Linked DNA regions of Zea mays: region 1 is linked to region 2. Evidence: chromatin contacts called from public Hi-C data. All regions are on one chromosome and are shown on one strand. Each heading gives the region's core, a stretch centred on a gene start, on an enhancer-like site or on the middle of the called end of the contact. The rest is flanking DNA. Distances are from core to core; before and after follow the strand shown. Region 1 holds the start of LOC100279845. Region 2 holds the start of LOC100191222 (Triosephosphate isomerase).

What was found. Hi-C and Micro-C count contacts between places; a contact is called where the count stands out from the background.
Region 1: a Hi-C map of tassel shows a contact between it and region 2, with 2.9 times the contacts expected there. The contact joins the promoter of LOC100279845 here to the promoter of LOC100191222 in region 2. A contact is called at or near these places in 3 of 25 Hi-C or Micro-C datasets (ear, leaf and tassel).

What each region holds. Positions count from the first base shown.
Region 1 is chr7:149,967,537-149,974,458 of Zm-B73-REFERENCE-NAM-5.0, forward strand. It overlaps LOC100279845, which reads right to left and starts at 3,460. Exons shown (of 1, transcript NM_001317844.1): 1 at 1,807-3,460. The coding sequence starts at 3,065. The coding sequence ends at 2,064. It overlaps LOC103633096 (DNA-(apurinic or apyrimidinic site) lyase 2), which reads right to left. Exons shown (of 11, transcript NM_001368411.1): 9 at 6,106-6,785; 10 at 5,692-5,801; 11 at 5,148-5,618. The coding sequence ends at 5,709.
Region 2 is chr7:149,670,703-149,678,329 of Zm-B73-REFERENCE-NAM-5.0, forward strand. LOC100191222 (Triosephosphate isomerase) reads right to left here and starts at 4,344. Exons shown (of 9, transcript NM_001136656.2): 1 at 4,096-4,344; 2 at 3,981-4,007; 3 at 3,081-3,150; 4 at 2,308-2,431; 5 at 2,018-2,102; 6 at 1,798-1,930; 7 at 1,513-1,686; 8 at 1,239-1,321; 9 at 524-903. The coding sequence starts at 4,257. The coding sequence ends at 847. It also overlaps the pseudogene LOC103634270.

The DNA of each region.
Region 1 (6,922 bases), core at 2,210-4,709, 300 kb after region 2:
AGCGGAGGTCAAAGACATCAATTCATCCCTCACTTCACTTTTCTAGTGGTTAAAATATGAAAGAAGAGACACATCAGAGCATCTCCAACAATGTGACCTATACAAATACCCTATAATTTAAAAATAAGTATATTTTATAGAATTTAGGGCATCAACGAAATACCCTGCTCCAACAGTAAAGCCTCAAATCTTAATTATAGGGCAACACACTACGGTGTAGTATATTTGAGGCGCTTGAGAGTGTGGCATATATTTTATTTCATTTTAGTCCCTAAATTGTCAAATACGGAAACTAAAATAGAGTTTTAGTTCTGTATTTGACAATTTAGAGACTAAAATAAAATAAAATGGAAGGACTAAAAGTTAGTCCCTAGAAACCAAACACCCCTGAATCTGGATTGGTTAGATCTAGATTATTTGGCTATTTCCTCATGAAGTAAATCTATTTTTGTTGAATGATAACAACCGGAGGTGTCTCAAACAGGCTACGGGCGGCGCACCGACGTGTAAAGCCCAACTGAAACTGTAACTAGACTCAAAACCAAGTAGCACCTAGAAAGCCTAGAGGGCTGTACGCAGAACAGGCCTAGGCCTTGGGGCACAACTGGGCTGAGACATTTGGGCCTAGTTGCAGGCCAGCACAACATTCTGAGCGGCCGTCCATCACAATTTCGAGTTGGCATGTGTCGCTCACCGTGGATAACCACTGAGAAGAAAGATAACCACATTTTTTGATGAAAAAAGAAAAGAGAGGCAGTGGTGTTGATTGATGGGGGCTCTCTGAATCAAGTGGAAAGCCATGTGGTCTGTGTTTTGCCAATTGTGGGTTCCCTAAAGGTTCCTCGTGATACATTTATTAGTAGTGGGGCCGTTGAGCCAAGGGGCCACGAATAATTTCAACGCGCGGCAACTTGTCGCGTTGCCAGGTCATAAACATTATTCAGTGTCAAGACAATCATGTTGTTAATTAAGCCGTCATAAAATGATTGTGCATAACGTTTTTACATAAGTATGATGCTCAACCTCATTTAATATAAGGTCTTTTAATGGGTCTCTAGAGACTTAAATATATATAAACAAATAAAAGACAGTCTCCTTACGAAGAGTGTCTCTACGTAACTCTTCATACATATTTTTAATTATATTTATAATGTGACTGATTTTATAGACACATGGTTATATTATTGTCTGTTAGTTATCTCTTGTGCTTAAAAATCAATTTAATAGCTTGATGAATTGGCCCACTAAAAATGTAGAAATCTCTTTTACTCCCCTCCACGTCGGAGTCAAACTCACGGGAGCCTTTTTTTTTTACGAGTAAGAGCAACAACAACATATTTAATGTAGGCAAAACAGGAAATAGACACCATAATTAAACACTCCCCTGTTAATTATGTGAGATTATGTCCAAAAGTACTTCCTTTTGGGGAGTATACTCTACCGCTAAAATTCCTCTCTTCTCATCACTCCGAACTCCGCAGTATAGTTCCATACGTTAATTAGGGCGCCACATCGTTTTTTTTATAAAATGACACCATATTCATTATAAAATAGATGTAAGTGGTTTTATCACCGTGAAATTGAAACCATGTTAAACTCAATTTCTATTATTGGCCGTTTAGATGTAACATTTGACAGGGTATAGGCTATGAAATCGCGAAGTGGAACTTTGTTTTGAGAGTGTATGTTTTATTCTTTTATCTCATCTCGTCTAGCAGATAACGTGGCAGCATTATTATTGCAAATAACACAATGAAACTCTTAACGAGAATAGCCTGATTACTAGTACAACAGCCTGTGAAAATTCCGTAACTGCATATGTTTATTCCTTTGCTCGTCCCACGAGCAATTCATCACTAGACACAGTGCACTGCATACACGTACGGGACGCACACGTTACACATGAATGAATACGTATATACACATCGCATTTACCTGTTCCTGTATGCAAATATACTGCACGACTGGAGTGTACACTACACAGTACATACACTGCAATGGCAGTACGGCCGCAACACTGGCACACGTACGTACGTACGGGCTCGTCGATCGAAGCCGTCACGTCACGCGGTGCCATCGACGCGCGCCTTGGTGACTCCGGCGCAGGCGTCGACGAAGTCGCCGTCGATGAAGTCGGTGGAGAAGACCTGCAGCTTGTCGCCGAGGCCCTTGGCGAAGGCCTCGGCGATGAAGAGCCGCGCGTAGCCGTGGATCCGCTTCGTGACGGGCCACACGCACAGCACCGGGTTGTCGGCCTTGGGCGTCACCGTGTTCTCCACCCGGTAGAAGAACCTCCGGCCGGCCACCGGCGGCTGCTGCCCCAGGAACTTGAGGTTGCTCTCGAACTTGGTCTCCGGCAGGTCCGTGTCGATCCAGTTGTCCTTGAGGTAGCCGGCGCTCCACAGCGGGTCCCCGGGCCTGGGCGGCGGCGACTTGCGGGGCTTCCAGACGCAGATGACCCGCCGCGGGAGCAGCTCCGCGACGGTCCTGTGGAACACCGCCTCGTCCTGCGGGATCAGGTGCTCGCCCAGCTTGTCGGCCAGGAACCTGTCGAACCCCGGCGGGTCCTCGTGCCCGAACTCGGTGCGGATCTCCAAGATGACCAGCTCGGACTCGGTCTCGCTCAGGAACCGGCTCACGTCGTCCAGCACCACGTCCACGGGGTACGTCGCCAGGATGCCGTGGCAGACCCGGCGCTCCTCCTGCACGCGCACGTCGACGACGCGCGTGCCCATGGCCAGCTGCTCGTACACGGACATGGACTGGCACTGCGCGAAGGGGCGGGTCACCAGCGGCACGCCGATCTTGTTGGTGGCCGAGTCGTGCGTGCCGGGCCACACCACCTGGTGCACGCGCAGCTTGTCGGCGCCCAGCTCCGCCATCCACCGCTTCCGGTCCGCCGGCCGGTGCTCCGACCCCGGGAACGTGTCGCCGGAGGAGGACAGCCGCGTGGCCAGCGCCCGCTTCTCGGTGGTCACCAGCTTCCGCCGGTCCACCTGCTTCGAGAAGAAGGCGCCCATGGCTTCCAGCGGGTTGCTGCTGCTGTTGGAATTGGAGGAAGCCATGGATGGATAAATTATAAAGGGAGTCCTGTGCCTCGAGCTCAGACCTGGACCTGGACGTCGCTGTAAGCTGGAGATCGATTATAAATAGCAGCAAGACAATCAAGGAAGAAAAATATCAGTGCGTCGTGGGATTAGCCAACATGTGGCGATGGTTTTTTTGTAGGGGCTTGGCTGATCGATGATTGATCCGGAGAGGAGGGAAGTGTTCTTGCGACCTCCGCTGCTGCTTTCGGTTACCTTGGATTATTGGAATGGATGGTAGAATTGGCGCCGTTAGGTGTGGACGTGTGCTGATGCCAGGCCGGTCGAGAGAGAGATTTTTCTTTTCTTTTCTTTGGCAATTGCCAATTGGCATATATCTCTATCCAAATTGCTACTACTGGACAGAGCCATAGAGGGTTTGGTTCGCTCGGAGCATGGACGAGGCAATTCTTTTATGGCGAGAGAGACGGCGACGGAATCGGGGGCCACAACCCACAAGGATACTGTATGTCATTATGGACGGACATACACGCCGGCGAATAGGCGACTTGGAGGTGAAGGTTCCAGGTTGGTGCAATAATTTGTCGGGCAATTGCTGCAAACTTTTGCTGCCGCAGATTCAAAACGGGTGGTAAAAGGCCATGTGACCGACGTATTGGCACTTCGGAAAGCAGCCGCACTAATTGGTTCCCTCCCAAAAAAAACCCGACGCAGTAGGGTACTACTTGCTGAGCCTCATCGCGACGTGCGTATACCCCAGACCAAAGGGGCATCTGTCAAGCGTATTTAGCACATGACGATGCGTTCGCACTGATTGCCAGATAAATTAGCATGGTAATCACGTTTCCTACAGGCCACGAGAACTGTTGAATAAGCGACACCAACGTTACTATCTGCTTACTATGTGCCACTAATAACCACGACAACAGCGCGTACCCATAAAATTTAAGGATCAAATCAGATTAGAATCAGACTCTATATCTATTATTTTTTAAACTAAAATTTATTAGGAACCCTAACTTATTATAAAAACAATTTTTATTGTACAAAAAACATTTTGATCGTAATCCATTACCACCCTAATCATACACCTAAATTGGCCGTTGTTGGAACTTGCTCTCAGCCGCAAGGGGATCCAACGGGGGGAGTGGTGACGTAAACATGGTTCTCGCGCAAGATGGCAATAGCTCTGTTAACCTAGTCTCTCACGGGCACTGTGCGGGGGTATTTATAGGTGTCTGAGCACCCAGCGTCTCGTGTTAAGGACGCATGTGCCCTCAGACACTTAGGTTATCCCCAGAATATTCTCATAAAGCAGGGTTACAGACTGTAATTACAGGGATGCCTTTACAGATTAGGCCCGTAATACGCAGCGGCCACGCAGAGCCCGTTACAATGGGCCGGATCACACGTGGGCCTCCGAGTTGGACAAGGCCGCATGGTGGAATGACCTCGTCGCAGGCCTTCGTCTGATGTCATGTGGGGCGAAGGGTGTCCCTGTCCGTTTTATCTCCGTTGGACCAACGACTGCAGCGAAGGCCTCGAGCGAAGGGTGGCGTCTTTGCCTTCGCCCCAACAGTCGTCACTATTCGTTTGCTTTGATCATAAATTTTGTCTTCCATCATGCATACAGGAAAGGATAGTCTTCACACACACAAAACAGCAAAGGTCAACCTGCTTCCAATCATTTGACTTCCACGTGTTCAAAACACAACCTGTGCAGATGTGCTCCGCGTTCAACTGCTCCTAACGAAGTAACGAGATGCACACATAGCTTCATCAACCATACAAATTCACTCAAAACAGTGGTTGACATAAGCTACGGGCAGACGATGTTAATTCTTGCCTAATATATGCTCTTTCTCGTTGTTTTGAAAAAGGAAAGAAACAAAAACTTACACGACTGGCACTTTATTTCTGGGGAGATATGGGCAATAATACTATAATGTCCATATTAGTTTTCATATAAAACATTACTACAGGACTGTAAGATTTCTCCACTGATGGCCACTTGTGACTTGTCTATTAAGAATTTGAATACGCTAAACCAGGCGGAAAAATAAATAACTTCTGAGAAGATCCCTGAGAGATTAGAAAAAATTAAAAAGAAGTTTGACTTGCTTGGAATTTAAACGCACCCAATCCTACTCAATCCGTACGTATGGATTGAGAGCTAACCGAACAAGCCCTTAGTTGTTAGCCAACCAACGGAAGGCTGCATGTTAGTGTCAACCAACTAATTACAGGATTAGAATATGTACCTGCCTGAGAGAAGTGCTTGTTCAGGCCACGTTTGGGACAGCTCTTGGCTGTTCCAGCTGATGCGCTACTGTAGCTTATCCATGGCACTGTGGCTGCAATGTTCATGAAGTTGTTTTCTGTCCTTTTCAAAACAATGGGGAGCTGGTGAAGACACGTTTTGTGGCCCCTCCGGTTACTAGAGCAAGGAGCCAGTCAGAGCCAGACCTCCCAAACAGGCCCTTGATCAGCTTACCTCTCCACAAATACATCGCCACGTCATCAGTATGCTGGGACAAGGTGATGTACCAGACTCATTGGAAGCAAAATGTCCTGGATTCCTAGTTAAAATTGGCAGTTAGCACAACACAAAGGAATACACTGAGTGCTGAAGGAATCCTTTCACCTGGGAGAAAAATGAAGTCACAGACGTTTCTCTTTAGAGCTCTTCTCTTTAGACTTTCCAGGTGCCCACTGAAAGTGGCCACAATTGGCTTCTGGATTTGATGCAGGTCCCTTGACAAAATATAACACGTGATGCCACTGTAAGATATAGTGCGTGTATTCTCTAAAAGGGCGATTTACATTGTTCACAGCCTATTTCACTGTTTAAATGACATCAGGGGCCACGCCACGTTCACCTTTCCTGGTGCACTGGCACCAGTGTAAAATAATATTTTCCATTAACAAAACATTTTTTAACCATGTGTTTCTAAGATCATGGGTATATCTCTTAAGGTGTGCGCCATGGTAGGATTCGCCCCTGAATGGCATGATGATGTTATGTCTACTAAGCAGTAAATTGTAAGTACACGTGTACCTGAGCACGAGCACAGACATAGAACAAACGGCCTATATTAGGGCCCTTCTTCACAGACCTCGGAATGCATGGTTCACTATGCCCTTTGCAACGTGGTAGTGTCATCTTCATCTTTTTCTGTATCCTCTGCCACTCCAATGCTGCAGCATTAGACTTGTCTGTTGAAAGTGAACATGACGATGCATCTGTGTTATCCTGAACTTTTGCAGCTGAAGTTGTGCACTGCATGTTTTCAGGCAGTGTATCACCATTTGAAACACATGCTTGATTTGTAAGGTCTAATGTTTCTGCTGGAGTAACTAAGGTACTGGTACTAGCATTTACTGTCTTTGACCCTGGTCTTTGAAAAAATGACTTGATTGTTGGTTGGGATGATAAGTTGCGTTTAATTTTCTTTTGTGGCACAAACTTGGTACTAGACAGTGATTTTTTCTGGCTGACATGAGAGATGCCCATTAAACCTTCATTTATCCATTGATTCAGATCTGTCCCCTTGCACATCAAACTAGGAAGGTTACCACCTTTTGCAAACTCAGTTATACCAGTTGCCAGTCCTTTCTTAGCTAGAATTGTATTTTCCAAGCCATCACTACAGTAACTATCAAGTACTGTATCTTCAGATTGAATCAAATTTGCAGCATTTTGCAGCTCATAAATTTTCCCTTTATCAAGGAACGATACTGCAAATTGTGACAACACTAGCAGTTAGTATTACACAATATACTGCAACAAGTACCACTTCACACAAAATGCTCCACTGCACCCAAGTATAACTTAGGGGCGACTATAAGACCAGATGACTTACCAACTTGCAAGG
Region 2 (7,627 bases), core at 3,094-5,593:
GCTCCGCATTAGGCTATCCGCACTCATACTACTCTAAATTTCTACTCTAAAAGGAATATTCTATCCTCGTCAGCAGTCATGTTTACTCTATACCACAATCCTCTGCAGTCATATTTACTCTATATCTCAACTCTATACCAACTATCACATATTATATTATTTTTTTTATTTCTCTTTCATTCCACCCAACTACCCAAGCAGTGCATAGGGTTTATGCCGTACTACTCTACATATGCCGTTCCAGCACTACTACTGGGAAATAGCGTAGCTCAAAAGGTAGACCACTGCAGCAGGTAAACCCTATCTCTGTAGCGTAGCGTGCCGAGTCCTTCAGTGCGGACAGCCTTAGTGGCTGTAGAATTCCTACTGCGCGAACGGCAACCTCCTTCCACGTCCTCTCCCATCCGCTAGACCGCTAGCCCGCCCCGGCCCGGCCACCTCCTCTCTCCCGTCCACTCGCCTCATCTAGACTAGACTACTTGCCTCCCTTAATTTTGTTCTAACCCGGACCGACATGTAGAAGAAAAGGAAAGAATCGAGTGATGGAACACTCACAGTCACAGTAAGATGTAGCTTCTCTGTTAAAAAAAAACACGCTTACATTTCTCCTTGACTGTCAACATTTTTTTTTCTTTAGAAAAGGACCACATAACAATATTCCCAACGTACATCGCTCACGACAACTGAACTCTCCTCGTCACGTGCAGATCCACGAGAGCAAAACATTATTTTCTGTCCCCGTGCTGCAAATCAGCAAAAACAGGAGGTGACGCCTCCTACAGGCTTTAAGGCGTGGCAGATGAGGCGACACGGTGATGGCCTCTTATTTCTTCACAGGGTGGTCCATCAGGCTGCAACTTTCTTGGCGGTCACTGAGTTGATAATGGTGGCGAAGTCCGGGGCCTGCCAAAACCAAGGGATGTATCAAAACTTCGACAGCTTCTTGAAGGTTTTATAACCTATATATGCTGCGTACGGAGTGGAGAGATCAAATAACATAGCCCTATTTAACAACACTGAGAACAGAGGCAGAAAGACATCGCAGGTGGATGGATGGTTTTAAAAGCCACTGCTGATCAGAGATCAGTATACATAGTCATGTTAAACACCATGAGATTTGGAAATGCATAATGGAAGTTGCAAGATGAGCTTTAAGAGCTACAGGCAGCAGCTACTGACAATAGAAGGTACAGGACAAAGGAGATTATGTACAAAGATTTGAGGTTAATTTGCCATACCTTCAAGGAGGCACCACCAACAAGAAAACCATCGATATCCTCTTTCTTTGCTAGCTCTGCACAGTTGGCTGCATTCACAGAACCTGCAACACAGAGCAAATGAAGATGGTCACATCACAGGGCCATCAAGCCATGTTAAACACGTTATCCTCATAGTAATTTAGCAAACTGCAAACCACGGTTCCAAGTTCAATCTTTCCATTTTCAAATTTAATGGAAAAAGAAACACGCGAAACACGTTATCCTGACAGCTTATGTGAAACGAGAAACCAACCTCCATAGATTATTCGGGTGCTAGAGGCAACATCAGGTGATATGTTGGTCGTCAACCAATCGCGTACAGCAGCATGAACTTCCTGGGCTTGCTCAGGAGTAGCAACTTTTCCGGTTCCAATAGCCCAAACAGGCTCATATGCAATCACAACATCGGCCCAGTTTGAAATACTATCTGCAAGCAGATACATGTTGCGCATGCATCAACACCTCAAGCTAAATCAATGCCTCCCAACTTCTTCTCTAGAACGCCCATAAAAAAAATCCTAAGATGAAGAAATTTCACCTGCAAAAGCCTTCATCTGCTCAAAACATACTTCAAAAGTTTTCCCTGCTTCCCTCTCTTCCAGAAGCTCTCCTATGCAGGCAATAACCTTAACATTTTGGCTCAATGCATATGCAGCCTTCTTCCCAATAAACTGCATTTGAGCAACTTGTTATATTGCAATCACAAACTATGTTTCTGCAAGCATCAAACCAGTAGCATATGCACATAAAATAATCACCTCGTCATTTTCACCAATAATATGTCTACGCTCTGAGTGTCCAAGAATAACCCATTGACAACCGATGTCCACCAGTTGTTCTGCACTGTAATATTTTAAGGGAAAGGTAAAACTGCCATTAGCAAAGCTAGAAGTGAAATAATAAGCTCCTAATCCGCTGTTACATATTATACAAAGTCCATCCCGTAAAACCAACAGACTGATGGTTTTATAACCGCTTTACAGCTAGTTGCAATCTCCATGAATATACTTAGCAAAGAAAAGGATAACCAGTGTCCAGTGTACCCAACCTGATCTCTCCGGTGTAGGCTCCTCCTTTTCCAATCCACACATTCTGAGCAGAAACCTCAATGCGACCCGTTAGTGAATTCTTGACCTGATCGATATAGATGAATGGAGGAGCCACCACAACATCTGCAGAATTGCATAACGCCACACATTAGTTTGACTGCTTTATTGCGCAAGAAACAAGCAGTAAAATGGAATAGAAGTTCTTAGATAATTCTCTCTACTATACATGTTTCCAACCCAAGATATTACGTGGTGGTTATAATTTGGAGCCCATGAACGGAACCCCGTCTAAATTGCCAATAGATTACTCCTATAGCTGCACTTGCAGAACCTGAGATACAAATTTTGTATTCAACAGAAAAGCCTGCTACAAACATGGAAAAAGTGTCTCCATGCCACATGGTACAGATACATGATGCAGGTAGCTCAGATGCTTGAGTTTCTTACAGTTACATAAAAGGGGTGCAGGAAAGTGACTAACAAATCTCATTGGGAGCATTAAGCAAACATTTTGCCAGCAGTTTTTTCTTCTTCTGTGAGGCAACTATCCAAACATTGAATTAGCAACGGATTTACGTTTTAGTAGATAGCCTTGAGTACCACACAAAGAAAACAAGTGATATACAAGTAAATGCAAATATTCAATATGGTATCCCTATTAACCTATGTGCAACAGGAAAGCATACGAACACCAACCAGATGCATGCACCAAACGTGAATATCATAGAAAGAGAAAGATTAGGATATGTAGAGATGGAACAAATGGGCTTACCTACATCAGTTTCGAGGGTAGCAGCATTCAGTTCAGAGACAAGCTTGCTAACGGAGTCCTTTGTTCCGTTCTGAATAAGAGGGTAAAGAAACTGACATCAAGACCACAAATTCTAAGACGAGTAACTAAATACCCCAAGGGATATAGCTTAATGTTGCTAGCAAGAGCTCCTGAAGTGAAGAAGCTTCGTATAAGATTTTTCTTCAAAACAAATAGGCCATGTTCGCTAATCCAAGATGGAGCCCAAAAAATGAATTTGCAAATTTAAAGCTTGATTTTGGATTGATGAAACTCGCAGACCCATTACTAATAAACAACCACAACTCAAAAGTTCACAACACGCACCACTTTACATCTTCTCTCCTCCGGCCAGGTCTCTCAAAGCTTAGCAAAGAGAGTCAAGAAAGCAACAAGGCCTCTCTATACTCAGGAGGCAGGAACTAGTGGCATTCCCTGGTTTCTCTCAGCTAAAAGGTTTCTAAAAGGCGAAAGATGCAATATCAACTTTTATACACCTGCCTTTCCAAAAAAACACACAGACACACTTTTTATATACCGAACAAAACGGCTCTGGCTGGCAGACCAAGCTGGGCTGGGCAGCAGAGAAGCGATTGTATTTCTAGAAGTGGCCATGTACGGAGTAAATCACGATATATGTATGGTGCCGGCGGCCAGCGCTGCACTACGGCAGGAACCAAGGAGGGGAGGCCGGCGCAACACTGTGGCGATGGTCGATGGAGCCGTGGTATGCATGACGACAAAAAAATCTCGTCCCTGTCCCGTTGGAATGCCCAATGCGGCAACAGCCAAAAAATGATACAGTTACACAGCATCTCCAGGATCATCGGTACACAGCATCTCCAAGCCGCGTAAAGCTGAAGAAGCAGAACATGCACTTACGCACTTCCAGTTGCCTCCGACGAAGAACTGCAAAGAAAAATGAAGCGGGAGCATGAGCGCAGACACCACATGGGCAGACGGTTAAACAGCGGCGGCGGCGGAGGCGGCGGCGCACCTTGCCGGATCCAGCCATGGCGACGACGCGCTGGGCGCGGCGGCGCGAGAAGCCGACGCGAAGCTGCTGTGGGACGGTGGGAGTGGCCGGCGCCGCCGCGCGGCGGAGGTCGGCGAGGCGGGAGAGATGGGAGGACACGAGGGACGACGGCGCCGCGGCCATTCTCAGTCTCGCTCTCGCTGCTGCGGTTGGTGGGGGAGAACTGGAGAGGAGCAGGCGGCGAGGGCGAGGCGAGGGGGTAGCAGTTCGTCCTCGTTCGCAAGGTGGGAATATGATGCGGGCAGCCGCAACCACCGGACACGGGGGGAAAGGGCTAGGGGCGGCGGGGCAGGCGAGGGACAGCGACCCGTGCGCGGGTCCGCGTCCACGGCCTTTTTGTATGGCCGACCCATCGCCCTTATCGGCCCACGGATAACGGTGCCCGTGCAGCACCACTCGTCTGCCGTTGATCCATCGTGATCCAATGTTCCCGGTTCTCTCCTGCTGGTCCTTCCTTTAAACACAGCTGATTTTCCGTACAGTCACAACTCACAACTCACAACCCAGTCACTGTAGCCGGCGCTTGTGTGCCACCTGCAACCTCTCGCATGATTCAATGACATCCTTAACTTTGTGACTTTCCAGCCCTTCCGTTGTACTTTTTATTGCCTTTTAGTAACAGTAGGGATCCTTGGTCCTTACCTCTCATGTCCACTTCAGATAAAAGAATATAAAAGAACGACCCTTTTATGACCATTGTGTACAAAACAATGTTTTATATTTATATAATATGACATTGTTTATAAGTAAACGTAAATAAGCAAGCGTCTAAATATAGCATAAAGGAGAAAGGCATTTAGACGAGGAAAAAGATAGTTATAGGGGGTTGTTTGGGTAGTGTTACTAAATTTTAGTGCGCGCCACATCAAATAGTTAGATGTCCGTTAAAAGTGTTAAAGATAGTACAATTATAGAACTAATTATACATATGAGAATTAAACGTCAAGATGGATCTATTAAAACTAATTAATCAATGATTCGCTAATATCATGATACAGTGAACATATCATAATTGTGAATTAATTAGGTTTAGTAAATTCGTCTCGACGTTTAGCTTTTATCCGTGTAATCTCTACTAACTATTAAGTCAATAGTGTAGACCATCCATGTGCCCCCGCCTCCATACTCCCGCAACCACCCCTGCGCCCGCGCATGCCGCGACCACAACGCTCGATCCCCCGCCTCCCCACGGTGAAACCGCCCCCGCGCCTGACACCGAGAAACCCGCTCGCCCCCGCTCGCGATGCCCCCACGCCCGTCGTACCCCCTGGCGGTCCCTGTTCCCGTCGTCGCCCGTGGCCCGTTCCAGCAGCCGGCATCACCCTCAGCCACGACCTCCAACCACCGGCTATCGTCCGGCCTCAGACCCCTGCAGCAGCGAGCAAGCGGCGCGCGGGGCCCCGGGTGGCCTTCGCCTCCGCGAAGTCGGCGAGGCGCTGGAGCGCAACGTCGAGCGTCTTGGCGGACACGTTGGCGAAGCAGACGCGGAACCACCCGGGCTCGCTGCAGTGGCAGGAGGAGCCCGGGGAGACGTTGAGCCCGACCTAGAACACCAGCTTCCTCCACAGCTAAATCTCGCCCTCGAACGACGCCGTGGGCCCCCGCACCAGGCGCCGCATGTCGGCCCAACAGAAGAGCCCCACGCTGCCCTCCAGGCACGCGACGTTGGCCGCCGCGAGGCCCGCCGCCAGCCGCGCGCGCCGCGCCCCGATCCGCCGCGCGTTCTCCGCTGCGTACCGCCGCATGAAGCCCCCGTCGCCCAGGAGCGACGCCAGCAGGTGCTACGTCTGCGATGACACTAGGCCGAAGCTCGACATCTTGGTGGCCGCCGACACGACGCCGACGTTGAACGAGTGGATGGCGCACACGCGGAACCCCGGCAGGCCCAGGTCCTTGGACAACCCCGTACACCACGTGCACGCGCTCCGCCAGCGACCCGGCGTTGGCGTCCTCACGCGCGGCCGCGGCCGCCACCTCTAGCACGCTCACGAAGCCCGGATCCGCCAACGCCGTGCTCGCGTACACCTCGTCGCTCACCAGGTGCATGCCCGGCCTGGCGGCCACGAAGTCGACCAGCGTATCCAGGTACATGTAGAGTGCTCAGCTTCTCAGAGAATTTTCTGAAACTACCTACTATAGACCCCTTACCTTGACCGGTGACAAGATCAGGTATGAGTGGAGTTACTGTGGAACTTATGGTAGGAAGTAAACTAACCTTGTCGGCAAGGATGTCAACCGTGCCATAGTTTGCAGTCAGATCAGCAGAAACAATAAGAGGGGGCAACTGGAACTGCCTTGTTATCGAATCAATAGGTTTCCCAGGATCATTTCGAATCCCGACCATCACACTAACATGACAGTTCCTAGAATCTGATGTTAATTGTGGTTTCACATAGATCGGTGTTTTCTTCAGTTTCTGAACCCTGCTCGTTTGATCAAACATGAGCGTGCTGAGTGTGTACAGAAGAAAAGCTAGCGCACAAATGAGTACCTGTAACTCGTGAGCTTAAACTGCCCGTTGGGAGGAACAAATGATAGGATCTGATTTGATTCCCAAGGCCTGAATCGGACACAGGGGTGGAAGGTAACATCATTGATAATTGCAGGGTTAGCAAAGGACATTGTCAGCTCTGGCACACCCGGGAGGCTGCAGTTTACTTGGACTTCACCGTATGCTTCGCATTTCACGAGAACCCCCTCTCTGTGCACCAATCAACGAACAGGATACCAAACAGCAAAGGAGCCTCAGTAACATAAGAAAAATTAAATAAAAAATAAGTAGGGTAGTTTCATGTGCTATTATGCTATACCACTACTTAATAGTATGAAACTTCGTTCTTATGATGCTATTTTTTCTATATTTTCATAGCACTTGTAAAGCGCAGAGCATTCATAAATTGAAGATATAAAAATAGATTGGAGCTCAATGTACAGAATTACTACAAAAATGTTGAACAATGAGTACCTTCCAGAAACATTTGACCAATTACTATGACTAAGGTCCTAATAGCCATATTAGTAGAATTAATGGACCTCGTTTAATGAACCATAAAAATAGATTGGAGCTCAATGTTAGCAAGGTGCTTTGCAAGCTGCGGCGCCTTGAGGTATGTTCTTGTTTTTATGGTTCATATTCATTATCTGAGGAGTGCATGAACATCCTTGTCGGGGGCCATAATTAGGGGTACCCCCAAGACTCCTAATCTCAGCTGGTAACCCCCATCAGCACAAAAGCTGCAAAGGCCTGATGGGTGCGATTAAGTCAAGGCTCGGTCCACTCAAGGACACGATCTCGCCTCACCCGAGCCCAGCCTCGGACAAGGGCAGCCGACCCCGGAGGATTCACGTCTCGCCCGAGGGCCCCCTCAAGCAACGGACACACCTTCGGCTCGCCCGAGGCCCAGTCTTCGCCAAGAAGCAACCTTGGCCAAATCGCCACAACGACCGACCATATCGCAGGAGCATTTAATGCAAAGGTGGCCTGACACCTTAT